2 separate regions of the Mus musculus genome follow, and region 1 is linked to region 2. Evidence: chromatin contacts called from public Hi-C data. All regions are on one chromosome and are shown on one strand. The core of a region is the stretch at or near the end of the contact, and the rest is flanking DNA. Distances in the headings are between cores, read along the strand shown.

Region 1 (3,487 bases), core at 391-2,890, 380 kb after region 2:
AAAACTTTGTATGCACAGTAAAAAGGCCACCATCTGTGACACTCAGATGTCTCAAGACTCAGCTGAGGTAGGTGACTCAGGAAGCACTGGGTGGCACTATGTGGGTTAACAGTGTGCAGTGAAGAGTACACACACTATGTGTTTAGAACCAAGGCCGCAGTGCCTCCAACAGATGTGACATTGGTATGACAGATATGTGACACAAGTGAGTACTGCCAGAAACACCTCATTCACTGCATGTTTGATTTCAAGTTCAGTGTTTGGGTCACTGCATGCTCAGAAATCTTTCACTGATGCCAAATTTTCTATCACCGCATATAGCCCTCTTACAACCACCCCCAGTGGTGTCATGAGCCACAGTCTAATAAGCTGGGATGTCATCCATACCATCTTTTGATGGTTAAACATCCTTACCAAGTTTCACTGAATGGAAAGAACTTTGCGGGCAGTAGAGCTGGGCACTTAGGACTGACCGCCTTCACCCAGTGGCTCTCAGTGCAAGGCACAGTGCCAGCCCTGTGGCATGTGAAGGCGGTCCCTGCTCCCAAGGCTATCAAGCACATAATATGGTAGAGCGGTGTCACAGCTGCCTGTCCCAGGTATGAATAATCAACTGTGGCCACAGAGAAGGAGACACCTCTCAGGATGAAAGCCATGTGAGGTGTATCCAGGGTAGCTTCTTGGAGAGCTTAACACTTGGCTGCTTTCCTGAAAGAGGCCATTGCAACCAATGCTTGAACCCTTGCCATGGCTGTGAGGGCCTGGCTCTTCCATCTCTTCCAACAGACTCTCATAAAGAGGTGAGATAGATAGATAGATAGATAGATAGATAGATAGATAGATAGATAGACAGACAGACACACACACATATACACTATTATACTCCTTTAGCTCCAAGACTCTTCATTCTAGCATTCCAACTGTACTAATGAGGGGTCAAGTGACCTGGGAAGCAACAGTTATTGAGAAGATATTGGGGTCTCCCCCTATGCTGTGTCTTGAGGAGACTTCCTCTCCCCTCTCTGCCTCTCTGCCTCTCTGCCTCTCTGCCTCTCTGCCTCTCTGCCTCTTTGCCTCTCTGCCTCTCTGCCTCTCTGCCTCTCTGCCCACATCTAGTCTCAAAGCTCCAATCACTGAACTCACTAAATGCTGAGACCCTCACTCCAGGCCCCTCCCCCAGAGTCTGGAGAAGGCACAGAAGAGTGGAAATGAACGAAGTGCCTAATGACTTGTGGTGCCATAAAGTTCTCAGAGCTGTGTAGCGGAATGAGCATGTTTGGGGGCAGAGATGAATTACCCAGGACTTTACCGAGGGGAAGTCAGTAAAAACCTGAAGGCACTCATAGCACTTTCTCAGGATGGTCATTGCACAGTAGCAGGTCCAGCACTCTGAAAGCAGCAATGGGATACTGTTTTTCTCCTCTGCTCCATCTGCTTCTTCCTTGTGCCTTTCTTGCTGAAATATATTTGTTTCTATGGAAACGGTGTTGTTACTGGTATGGGAGGAGTTTAAGACATTCAGAAGTACCAAATCAGGTCCATTTATATAATGGTTTGAAATACACATAATAGCCTATGGAATATAGGACATGGTGACAGTTTCAGTAACTGCATACCGAGTGTGGGATAAATAGAGCAATGTAACAGTTCCCCACCTCTGAGTCAAATGAACTAGGAATAACCACCATTCTTAGCAGTAAAGAGTAACACATCTCAACTGCTATTCACGAAAGGATCTCAAAATAGAGCACAAGCCACTCCTCTCTTGCTGAGGAAGGATGCTAGGCCACAGTTCCTCTGCACCTGGCAAAGTGTGGCCCAGAATCATGTGCTATGGGTGCAGAGGTGAGGATGTGGTTGTGGGTGCTCTCGGGCCCAGAAAGAGGCGAGCTTCCCATCCAACACCCATTCATCTGCCACTCTGGCTAGCCTACTCTCACTGTGCTGAGAGCTGCACTTGGGACTGTTCTGAAAGTTCATTTATGTTTGCTTTGAGGATTTATCAGGTGCTGACTGTGTACTCAGAGCTGTGGGAGACATGGGAGAATATTCTCACTTTGCCCGGTTACCCCAGAGGCACATTTAAATGTGATCATTTATCTGCAGGAAAAGAGGGTACCAGAGTGACATTTAAAAAATTGACATGGAAGAATGGAACCAACACGGGGTATCACCAGCCTGTTATCACTGCGGACAGCTAGAGCCGAGATTCATAGGAACTCTGAGACATGTTGTAGAATAATGAATCAAAGTCAGGAGACCCCAGGAGTGGGACATTTACATACCATCTCTTAAGGTAAATTGGCTGGAAGATGCTTAGGGCTCATACACAAGGGGTGGGAGTGTTTGCTTCCAGCACTCCTGCTGGCCCCAGCACCTCCTGATTGGCATGAATACTGCCTAAGAGAAATCTTCCAACAGAAGGGATCACTGGAACTGGGGATCAGAAGCTGTCCCCTGCAGCAGCCAAAAGAGGTCATCAGCTCCCCCTGAAACTGGAGTTACAGATGGAAAGGCACTGGACAGCCTCCATGTGAGTGCTGGGAATTGAGCCTTTGTCTTCTAGAACGACTGTTCTCAACCTGTGGGTTGTGACCCTTTCGGGGGGATCACATACCAGATAACTGTGTATCAGACACTCACATTATGATTCATAACAATAGCAAAATTACATTTACGAAGTAGCAACAAAAATAATTTGAGTGAACATTGTCATACAAGAAAAAAAGTCATAGCTGCCTGTGAGGACCAGAAAAGTAACATGGGTGAACAGAATAAAACCGTAAATAAAATGGTGTGTTATTTGCATGAAGCAAACACTTCCTCAAGTACTATTTAATTAGGGATAAAACAAAGAAAAAATATTTTTATTTTTAACAACCAACCCTTTAAAACAAATGTTGCATGTACTTGTTGTAAAGATAACATATATGTAATGGCTATGCAGGAAAAAAAAGTTTCTTAGTACTTACTGTTCCAAATGGATACTCCAATTCAATCCCATTTATGCAGAGATCAGGAGTACTGGGAGAGGGATAGCCTGTGGGAGAAACCACAATGACGAGTATTCTTCATCTTTATTCATGAGGTAGGGGCCTTATGAACACATGTCACCAAGGAAGAAAGCTGGACTATTTCATAAGCAAAGAGCAAATGCAATACTAAAAGGAAGCCGTTGGGATGACCCCCTTGTTGTGCTGGAGAGTGGCAATCTGCACTCTGTACAAGGCAGGGGGTCAGTATGGCTGAAGTCAGCCTCCCAGGTCAAGCCAAGAGCTGTTATGAGAGGACCTTGATAGAGGGCACTCTGCCCTGGAATGTAGGAGTACCAGCTCCCCAGCTACATACCAGCTGGGTAGCCTTGGGCATGTCATTAACCATGCTGTGTGTCCATGTCCACACTATACAACCCTGAGCAGTGTGAAGGCCAAGTCCAAGCTCAGCTGTTTGAAAGAGGGTTTTGTAATGCACATAAGTGGGAGGTGGC
Region 2 (3,357 bases), core at 785-3,284:
GCCTCACCCTAGTGTTCTCACCTGGCAACTCCTGTTCTACTACTGTCTTGTCTCATTCCTGAAGAGACCTACTTCCAACTTCCAGCAGCATCTGGCTCCACAGCTTCTGAGAGGCTCGTCAATCACACCACTCAGTAAGACATCGTGTTGTGGCTACTGTGTGTCCTTCAGTGAGCCAGATGCTACAGGCAATAAACTGGAAAATGTAAAGCATGCTTTCGGCCCCTCTGCAGCTTATGTTCTCATTAGAGGGAATTCAGAAATATGAAAATCCATGACTGAACACCCAGCACATCCCTCTATATGCCCATCTTTGTTTTCAGTATCCACTCTCTTTTGTTTTGACTGAAAGCAAAGGGTATGCATGATTCCTCTCCTCCATGATGATCCTTGCCATGGCGTTTCATATCTGTGGTAGGTAGTCAGCTAGCTGCTCCCAGAGAGATGCTAACATTTGGATCTTGAATGTCCCTCAAATAGCCACGTGTTAAAGGGTCAGTCTCCAAGGTAGTTCTATTGGCATGTGATAGAATCTTTGAACAGGAGGTCTTAGGAAAGGGTCATTGGAAGCAGACCTTTGACAGGGGTTATGTACCTCAGAGCTCCTTCCCCAGTCACTGTTTGTATTTCTGGAGGATGTGGTAGGCAGTTTTGCTCTGCCATTCGTCCCTGCTATACTACCCAGCACCCTCCTCAGAGGCTTAAAGGCAATGCATCCACCCAACCAGAGAATGGAACTTCTAAAGCATGAACCAATATAAACCTTTCCTCTTCATGAGTTGCTTATTATGGATATTTTGTTACAATGCTAGAAAACTGACTAATACAGGACTAAGAGAACTTTACCAATTTAATTTGATTCAAAATTTGTGAATATTTCTCAGTGTTACCAACACGAAGAAACTTTATTTCTGAACTAAGTATGCATCTTTGAATTTTCCTCTACTTGAGAAAAGTCTCCGGCCTCCTGGACCATGAATCTTTTCTCTAGCAGGTCTAATATTGGCAATTTTCCCTCCTTTGGACGGTGTATCTTTGTTCCTAGGGAGGCCTGACTTTCATTCTCTTTTGTCACCTTTTAGGTAAAGAAGTCTGAGTTTTGAATACAAATGAGATTTGATAGAACATACTAGCATGCTAGAATTTCTAAGATAAGAATGCAGACAAGACTCATGGTTTCCCATCCAATCTTCATTCTGTGAGTTGAGATGGGGAAGAGAGAGGGAGAGAAAGAGATGTAGTTCCCCAACCAACCAACCTTCTGTGAGGTAAGATGTTAAGGAAGAAGAAAAAGGGAGGGGGGAGGAAAGAATGGAGGGAATAAGAGAGAAGGGAGGGGAGGAGGGAGGGAAGAAAGGGAAGAAAGAGGGACTGAGGGGGGAAGACAGAGAGAGAGAGAGTGTGTGGCATAGTGGCACGGAGCAAGACTGGTTGGCCAAAGTGTCCCCAGCTGTGCCTCACAGAAGGCTGTATCTTCTATGTGTAGGAGGAACATGAAAATGTCTTAAAATATGCCAAGCGTGAGTGAGTAAGGGCCTGAAAGCAGAAACAAGAATGAGTGGTGAGAAGATCATAGTGGGGAAGCAAGGCTTGCCTGAGCTGGACCATTTATGAGTCATGAAATTGGGTGACTAAACTCAGATTCCAAAAGGCCTTGGCCACCAAACAATGTAAACAATGGAGATCAGAGCAGTGTGGTCCTTATGGACATCAGACACCCTTTGATGTTTTAAAGCTGAGACATAATTCAATGCTCAGGTTGAGAGTTGTGGCCAGATGCCTTACATTTCTCTTGGGCCCGTTGCCTGATCTATCTTGGACTCCAAACACACTGGCATGCAGATTTTCTTGGATTCTTTATTTTGCTTTGAATGTACACAGTGGAGAACTCGATGTGAGCTTGGCTGGTTGCTCTAAAGGAAAGGGCTGTGTTGTGTATGCATCTGTTGATGCAACTGGTACCCAGACCATCTGTGGGTGGTTCCTGCCATTCTTAGCAACCTTCCTCTCTTGGAGAATGAAGGGTGCTACGTTGAGTCACTTGGTGGCCACCGAATTTTATTTTTGGAATGTGTCCTAGATATAGCAGGCGTCCCACTCACCATGCAGAAGAAAATGCCCTTTGAGAAGAGGATCCCTATTTGCCTGACAACAGCACTCTGGTACAGCAATCTCTCTCTTTTGTCAGAGGTTGAATGGAGAGATGCTCAGCCTTTGATATCTGCTAGCTGGAGCCCAGGGAGAACCTAAGCACCATGGGGTGCTCCCAGCCTGACTTGCACTTATCTGTCACTCCATGAGAAGCACATCACCATTTCAGTGTTCCAGAAGAATCAGAATATCAACATTTAAGAGCTACAAGGAACATTATCCCCTTGACAGCAGTTCCAGTAAAGGGTCATTCTGCTGATTCTTTCTAGCTTCCTCTTCAGAAAACTCACCACCCCACAAAGAATTATAATTCATGGTGCCCAGATAACTCATCATGCTGGTGGAAACACTGAACTATGTATCTAGAGCTAACCAAAAATAACTATGGGGCCAACTGATCCATCTCTAGGAACTTGTTTAAAGGAATAAATGAATGAATGAGTATGGATGGATAAATTTAGGGTATTCATTTCTCTGTGTGTGCACTAGTAGAGGATCCTGTTTGGAAACCTGTTTGTGAATGCTAAATATCAATATAGAGAGCAAAGAATAGCTAACAATTTTAGCCCTTGCTGTGTGCCAGGCACATTCCTGAAAATCTTCCATGTATTATTTTCATTGATCCTTGACTCAGTCCTGGCTGCTTGGTGGAGCATGTACATGTGTGCTAGGTGCACTCAGGAGTGAGCACTTCGAGATTTTGATAAGCAGCTGGAGGTGCCTCCCTTCTGACACCTCTTCCAGGAAGGCTCCTGAATTCTTTTTTTCTTTTTTTCTCCCTCGGTGCTGTTAAACTAACATGTTGGCCCAGGCCAGTCACCTTTCAGAGCAGGTGGGAGTTTTGGGGACTTTGGGGAGAAGCACAAAGAAAGCCTGGAGGGAGGAAACTGAATCTCGCTGGTTTGTCATAAGTGTCTTTCTAGCAAATGCATTTTCCTGCGTAGTTGTTTCCCATGTCTTGGGAAACCTAAGTCCTTCAGAGCTATCTTCTTCTCTCAGTCCTAGAGTAGGGATAGCCCATTATTTAGAGTGCTGTATGGTGAGCCAGGATCGCTACAGCATTCTACTTTTTTTCTAACTTTCGGACTAGTGCTCAACTTTCCTGGACCCTCTCTGTGCCTGGGACAGGACTGAGAACTCTTCTCAGTTGCACTAATCTCCCTCCATAAAGGAGGATGGGTTCATACAGCAAGAGAGCTTTTACTT

Evidence for each region. A called contact is a pair of places that touch in the nucleus more often than the background predicts.
Region 1: a contact with region 2 is called in a Hi-C map of cortical neurons, with 1.6 times the contacts expected there. The contact joins two enhancer-like sites. A contact is called at or near these places in 1 of 39 promoter capture datasets (neural stem cells) and 1 of 484 Hi-C or Micro-C datasets (cortical neurons).

What each region holds. Positions count from the first base shown.
Region 1 is chr9:34,918,666-34,922,152 of GRCm38.p6, forward strand. All of the region lies in intron 2 of Kirrel3 (kirre like nephrin family adhesion molecule 3), which reads left to right. It overlaps Kirrel3os (a long non-coding RNA gene), which reads right to left. Exons shown (of 16, transcript XR_003948304.1): 16 at 1-3,040. Among named protein-coding and RNA genes, the nearest start is that of Gm45955, 50 kb to the left of the region's middle. Within about 2 kb of position 1,641, at least 12 of the 459 cell types and tissues checked have an H3K27ac peak or open chromatin away from gene starts, as enhancers often do. A contact at or near this core is called in cortical neurons, where this site is marked.
Region 2 is chr9:34,537,182-34,540,538 of GRCm38.p6, forward strand. The region is part of intron 1 of Kirrel3 (kirre like nephrin family adhesion molecule 3); the gene reads left to right. Among named protein-coding and RNA genes, the nearest start is that of Kirrel3, 50 kb to the left of the region's middle. Within about 2 kb of position 2,035, at least 25 of the 459 cell types and tissues checked have an H3K27ac peak or open chromatin away from gene starts, as enhancers often do. A contact at or near this core is called in cortical neurons, where this site is marked.